Regions from separate parts of the Zea mays genome. Here region 1 is linked to region 2. The links are chromatin contacts, called in public Hi-C maps. All regions are on one chromosome and are shown on one strand. Each heading gives the region's core, a stretch centred on a gene start, on an enhancer-like site or on the middle of the called end of the contact. The rest is flanking DNA. Distances are from core to core; before and after follow the strand shown.

Region 1 (3,256 bases), core at 669-3,168, 160 kb before region 2:
TCATTTCTTCACAATTGACAACTTCTCACTGTCCCAATTCAACTCCTGTTTAGAAAGCACTTTATCGAAATTATCATTTACAGTCATGCTTAAAAAGGCGTCCATTAAGCGTCGCTTAGGCGCTAAAGTGGGCTCACAGGGCAAGGCGTCTACCTCGCCTTGTCCACGGACATAAGGCGTCCGCTGCGGCGTAAGGTGCCCTCGGGGCGACACCTTAGGGAATAGGGAGGGATTTGAGAGGGGGGGTTAAGTGAATTGGACCGCACGGTCACATGCCTATCGGGTCAGAGCTTCAAGAGACGGCTCGGAAGAGAGAAGAGCGCTTGAGCTGTGGCGGCGGCGGTGTGCAGCTGCAACCTCATTCCCCGGCGGCGCCCACAAGCAGTGCACGGGCGTGTTCCCTCTCTCAGCTCAGGCGGCGCGTGGGCATGGGGCAGCTGCGCTTGCGGCGGCACACGGGCGTGCTCCCTCTTTCAGCTCAGGCGGCGCGCGAACGTGGAGCAGCTGCCTCGCGGCGGTGTGCGTGCTCCCTCTGCCCTCTCTGTCTCAGGCGGCGGGCGTGCTCCCTCTGCCTTCTCCTGCACTCCATCCCTCTATAGATTACAACCTCTGCTCCTGGACTCCTGGTATAGCCTCTGTCCCCTTCCTCCACTGCTACCCTTGAGCATATAAGTCATGTACCTCATCACCTATAGATACTGTCATCTCCAGCACATCATCTCCCTGTCGTTCTTTGTAGTTGCCCATTGGTGCTATGCAAGCTAGAGCTGTGTGCTAATAACTCTTCCAACACTTAACTTTCTGACCATCTTACCTTGATGTGTCGCCATCAACCACTTGGTTTGAGTTAGACTTCGGGTTCCATGGGTAGTGATAAGTCAAAAAAAAAGGGCAATCAAGTTGTCAGCAATCAACATGGAAGCCGACTTTGTCTTATGATCATACAAGTACTCATCTTCCCCCAAGCCTAGCTGTTGCAACAAGGCATCATGCACGGTCATGTCAGACGGCATCTCTTTGTCCCACACAACCTCACTAGGCATTTCATCAAACGCCTCTTGTGACTCTCCGATACAGCAGAGGCCCTGAAACTATCTGCTTAGTCTGTGCTATTGTGCCATCCTTAAGAGACATTTCATCAAACATATCAGCTAGAGGATCCACGCCAAACTCCCAAGAAAGGGAGCGCTGGTGAGCTGAATGAGAGTGAACATATTGTCATTAGCTGGCTGAGGAAGTAGCTTGCTCCCCTCACCACCACTACTTACCAAACTCTGCTAATTGCTGAAACAGACTGGCCTGAAGGTCAAGGTCATACCACATCCTTGCAAAGAATGTCATCAGACACATCTCGTGCAGCAACTCTCGATGCAACCGCAGCCTGGAACATGATCTACTCAGCAGGTATTGCTGCGTCATCCCATAGAGGCGTTAGCTCGAACAACTAGTGGGCATCCTTCTCAAACACCACCGTTGTCAGTTGCCATGGAAACTAAACTACTTGCTCAGGCCACACCGCCACCTGCGCGCCCGGAGGCCTGGAGTACCGGCTCGGCCGCCACACACATGCACGCCGTCACCCAAGGCGAACAGCCAAGCGACAGAATCCCAACCTCCCCTCCTCCCAGAAAATGAAAAATCAGACAAAGAACGATAAGGGAGGAAGGGCGAAGAAGTGTTGGGAGTGGGGAGCATCAACCATGCTTACCTCGGTTGCTCGCAGCAGCCGCGCCGCCATGGCCATCGGCAACAGCCTCCTTGAATCCCTTTCTCGAGTTCGCTTCTCTCTCGGTCCCCTCCTGCTGCGGTGCGAGATTCTCTCTCTGGCTCAAGTTCGCTTCGCCTTCTCTCTAGTTGTCACCGATCTTAAAACACAGTTAAGGCCCTTTGGCATGGCCCTTTCGAACCGTCAAAAAAAATATAACTTCTCGTCAAAAGCCCATCAATGGTCAAGAGCCCATCAAAAGTCAGAGTCGTTTTTTTAAAGAGCCGGAGCATAAAAAATATGATTGTAACAGCTCCTCTTACATTTTACATGAGCACATAAAACCTGTTCGCGTACGATCCGCATGTGCGCAAAATCAGTTAAGGTTCCGAGTTTATCGCAGAATTTGTTAGCCTGTAGATTAATTTGAAAAATTACTTGTAGCGAGTCTAGACCTCCCCTTTATATAGATGAATGGCTACGGCCGATTGAACACCCTACAATCGATCAAATAAGTCTAATTATCATTTTTACCGTATGCATTAGGAGTAGTTCTAGTTTAGCCCTAGTTTACTCTTCTTCTGTCTCAAATCCTCACCTCTTCGGCTCTACTTCGACTAGAGGCGTTTTGTGTTGTCTGCGGACGCCAAGACACACCCTAGGATCTCTTCTCCCTGACGGGGTCCCTCCCGTGAGCGAGATTCAGGCGCTGCCGACGAACTCCGCCGCCCTGCGCACGCGTAGACCGTCCGACTCGTCAGGCAAAAACTCTAGCCTCTACGCCAGGTTGCGGACCGTCCGACCCCTAGCCGCGGACCGTCCGCGCCTCCGCAGAGAGCACCGCCGCTGATTCATCTCCAGTGTTTGACGTCCGAATCGGCGCCAACACACGTCATTTGAAATAAACACAATAGAAAATGTTTTGTGAAACAAATTACAAAACAGCTCTAACTCCTACAGAAAGGGCAATGAGCCAAAGGAGCGAGAGCCGAAGTTGTTTTTGGAGGAGCCGAAGCCCTACCAAAGGGGCCCTTACTGATGAGGACATCACTTCTATATATACAATAAATGGACCGATAACACGATCTCGTGCACGACAGCTAAATCTCCAGGTACGTTCTACCCTTGTCAATTGTGTTTTAGAGCTTACGCTTGGGGCCATGGATGTTTTGATGATTAGGTACCTTAGAGAGAACCAGTAAGGACTTGGGAAAGGCCAAGGTGTTGAGGAGGAGCAGCAAGGGCGTCCACAACAGGAAGGAGATCAAGTCCGAGTCGGTTGCGACTCTATCTCGGGTTCCAGGACCAGTCTGCACTAAAATTGACGCCCAAGATGCATCCGGACTCCGATTGCAACGGACTGGATATGGTTGGAAAGATAACGAGATTATCTAACCAACCCAACTGGTTCCACCCTAAAATTCATCCGGAGTCAACGGGAATCGTCGAAACAAGTCAGCGTTCAGATTCTGTTTTGGTGCTGCGACACCGTCTGTTGGGCCATTGGGCCGTGTATCGCGTCGGAGCCCATTAGGGGCGAGTCTAGGGCTA
Region 2 (2,988 bases), core at 381-2,880:
GAATCACATATCAAACATGCACCGAGTATGTTTTCCTTAAGGCTTCCCACTGATATTCTATGAAATGACATTGTGACAGATTAGTGAGAAGAAAAACAAATGAAATCCTTAAAAGGAAGAGTTTCACATTTGCAATATTATGTACTCCAACCTGTGGTCAAATACAAAATTCTTTCCTTCAAAATAGCCACCATCTGGGAATTGCTCCAGATACCGCTGAATGCCTCCATATAGCTAAAATAAACATAATAATAAACAGTCATGACTCATGAACAATACAAATTACTCAAGCATGGACAAGTATACTCAAGACTAAAGACAAGCCAAACAGAGTATAGCACATTACCTGAAAAACGTTCTCAAATCCTTCACCTTTTGAGCGAATATAAGCTGATGCCATTTCACAGCGTATACCTCCTGTGCAGTACCTGTAATAAATACCAAACCTTAGTTAAGGCTTCTTGCTTGGTGCTTGTAAAATACATTAGTCTAATTCAAGGTTAATTCAAAGATCCAGCCTAACGTACATAAGAATTGATTTCCCATGCAGCTGCTCAGCATGCTTGTCTATCCAAGAAGGCAGGTCACTGTATTGCCTAATTTCAGGATCTAAGGTCTTCGCATTTGGCACATTGAACTTGCCGATCCGAGTCTCATATACATTCCTTGCATCCAAGACAACCACTTCCTTCTTCTCCGCAGATGCCACAGCATTCAAACTAGTCCCAGCTAAAAGCACAGTCCAAATTGGAGGTTATAATTCAATCCTAAACCAGAAATCGGCAGCCCAAACAAAATTAGACAAGCCTCAGTCCGAGAATCCACTCACCAACATTCTGGAGCACCGAATGGAACTCGGCCGCAGACAAGTGTCTCCCAGCACTCGAAATCTCTGGGGGTGCCAATGCGGGGTTGCAGCACAGGGTAACTAGCTCCTGCCGATGCAGCAACGATTCAAAACCCAGTGATGGATGACACTACCAACTGGTCAAAGGTGAAACCATTCTGCTGGAATCAGTGGCAAGAACCTTGACGACCCGAACGGAGAGTGAGGTGAAGCCGCACTCCCGGGCGACCCTCTCGTCGACAGGGTCGTCGCAGGACGCCAGCTTGAAATCTGTGCCCACGAACAAGTCGTTGGAGCTCATCTCCGCGATATGCTTCTCCAGCGCGTTCATCTGCCCTCCGAGCTATCAACAACAAAATGCAGTGCCAGTGAGATCGTGATGAATTCATTTATGGACACTGCAAATCCACAAAGGTCGACCTTCCCTGCCCCGAAGGCGCCGCCTACGATGTCGAAATGATAGAGCAAGCGGAGGCATGTTCTCACCGTCGCGTTTACTCCGTCGGGGCCGACGCGGACGCGGCCGACGAGCGCAAGGCTGCGGCAGTGCGCCTCGTAGAACGCGGCGAGCGCGGCGGCGTCAGGCACCTCGGCGTACTTGTAGTAAAGAAGCACTCCGTAGAGATCTCCGCCTGCACTTCCTGTATGCTGCTCCTGCTGTCCCGTCGCGTCCATAGCCAAAAAGGCAAAACCCCTAGCTGCGGCGACGGCGACGGCGGCTGCGGCGGAAGAAGGACGAAACGAAGAAGATGACGAGAAGAGGAGGACAGGTCGGGCCTTCAGCTAGTCTTAAAACGCCATGAGCCGGCCCATCATGCATAGTCGAAAGCCAAAATTTAAGATGGAGGCCCAAAACTTAGCTCGGCCCATCTACCATCTTATCCTTCTCCTCACCCGCATTTCATTTTGCTCCGCGTCGGCATCGCATACCCATGGAGGCCACCGCGGTGCCGCGGGCTCTGTCCCTCCTTGGGCCATCTCTGTCGACGGCGCCGCTGCTGCCTTGGATGCGTATGAACTGCTTGCGCGTAGCCGTTGGAGGAGGTGTCAGGCGGCAGGGGGGCGTAGTCTGGGCGAAGAAGACGAGAAGGGGCCGGGACGACGTGGCGGAGGAGCGGGTGGACACGCACAGCTTTGCGCGAAAGGCGGGCGAGTCTGCCGAGCTGTTCCCCGAGGCCGTCCTGTTTAGAAAGGTTCGGTCTGTTCATTCATTCCCTGCTAGGCTGCTGGCTGCCTCTAGATGCTTCTGTCTAGCGGTTCAGCCTGGGAGATGACGAACAGAACATGGCTGCTTTTGTGTTTCTGCTTCTAGACTAGATTCTTCCCTGAATGCAATGGTTTTGGTAAATGACTTGGTAGCAGCCAATAATCTGTGTAAGTAGTCCTTAATGTTGCGAATAGTGTGGATATGAGATTTTTTAGGGATAATCTAGTATTATATGCTTGCGTCTGTGTGTAAAATTCTACATTCTACGATGCTTTAGTTTTTCTTGTACAGTAACCATTGCCAATGAATACAATAGAAATGAAATTTGTGAACGAACAGTTAGTAGTACTCCAAAAAAGAAAATAAATTATGAAGTTTGCCTGAGGCATACAAAACATTATGGATTTGGTCATTTGCGGTAGAAACAGGAGATGCTCTTAAGTTTTGCATGCGGAAGATTGAAAGATATTGCAATAGGCTAAACAACTAATCTACATGGTTTTCTTATTTCTTTTATTTTGTAGAAAATGGTGAGAGAGGATGGCCAAGTGTCACCAGAATTTGCTGATGCAAATGAAGGTTCACTTTAAAGTTTTTTTAGATGTCCGTTTTGGTACTGTAAAGATCCTTTTTATAGTTCATGTGGATATTTTATCATTCTAATCTTTTTTTTTTGCAGAAAAGCTGTATGATTTTCTTAATATCCAGCTAAAAAGCGATATGAAAAGAAGTAAGATCTCTCTGCTTTGCTCTTCCGTCAAACTATTTTTTTCCTATTTCTTCATGCTGGCATTACTTGCTGTTCATTTGTGCTGGATTTCTGAGTTCAGCTTGAAATTCGTTCTTTTACACTATGAAGTAGTTTATCTAATTCACGAGGACCGTGTTGAAGAAGTTGAAAATGTTGTATCAAAAGTACAAGGTGTGTTCTCTC

Evidence for each region. A called contact is a pair of places that touch in the nucleus more often than the background predicts.
Region 1: a contact with region 2 is called in a Hi-C map of bundle sheath, with 3 times the contacts expected there. The contact joins the promoter of LOC103639488 here to the promoter of LOC100284947 in region 2. A contact is called at or near these places in 8 of 25 Hi-C or Micro-C datasets (bundle sheath, ear, leaf and 3 more).

Annotation. Positions count from the first base shown.
Region 1 is chr1:152,170,681-152,173,936 of Zm-B73-REFERENCE-NAM-5.0, reverse strand. LOC103639488 (intermediate cleaving peptidase 55, mitochondrial) reads right to left here and starts at 1,918. Exons shown (of 13, transcript XM_008662240.4): 1 at 1,709-1,918. The coding sequence starts at 1,744.
Region 2 is chr1:152,013,173-152,016,160 of Zm-B73-REFERENCE-NAM-5.0, reverse strand. It overlaps LOC100284947, which reads right to left and starts at 1,630. Exons shown (of 9, transcript NM_001413235.1): 1 at 1,334-1,630; 2 at 1,029-1,190; 3 at 830-935; 4 at 528-729; 5 at 347-428; 6 at 152-234; 7 at 1-57. The coding sequence starts at 1,522. LOC100280179 (PsbP domain-containing protein 1 chloroplastic) reads left to right here and starts at 1,751. Exons shown (of 5, transcript NM_001153111.3): 1 at 1,751-2,040; 2 at 2,579-2,633; 3 at 2,734-2,784. The coding sequence starts at 1,780.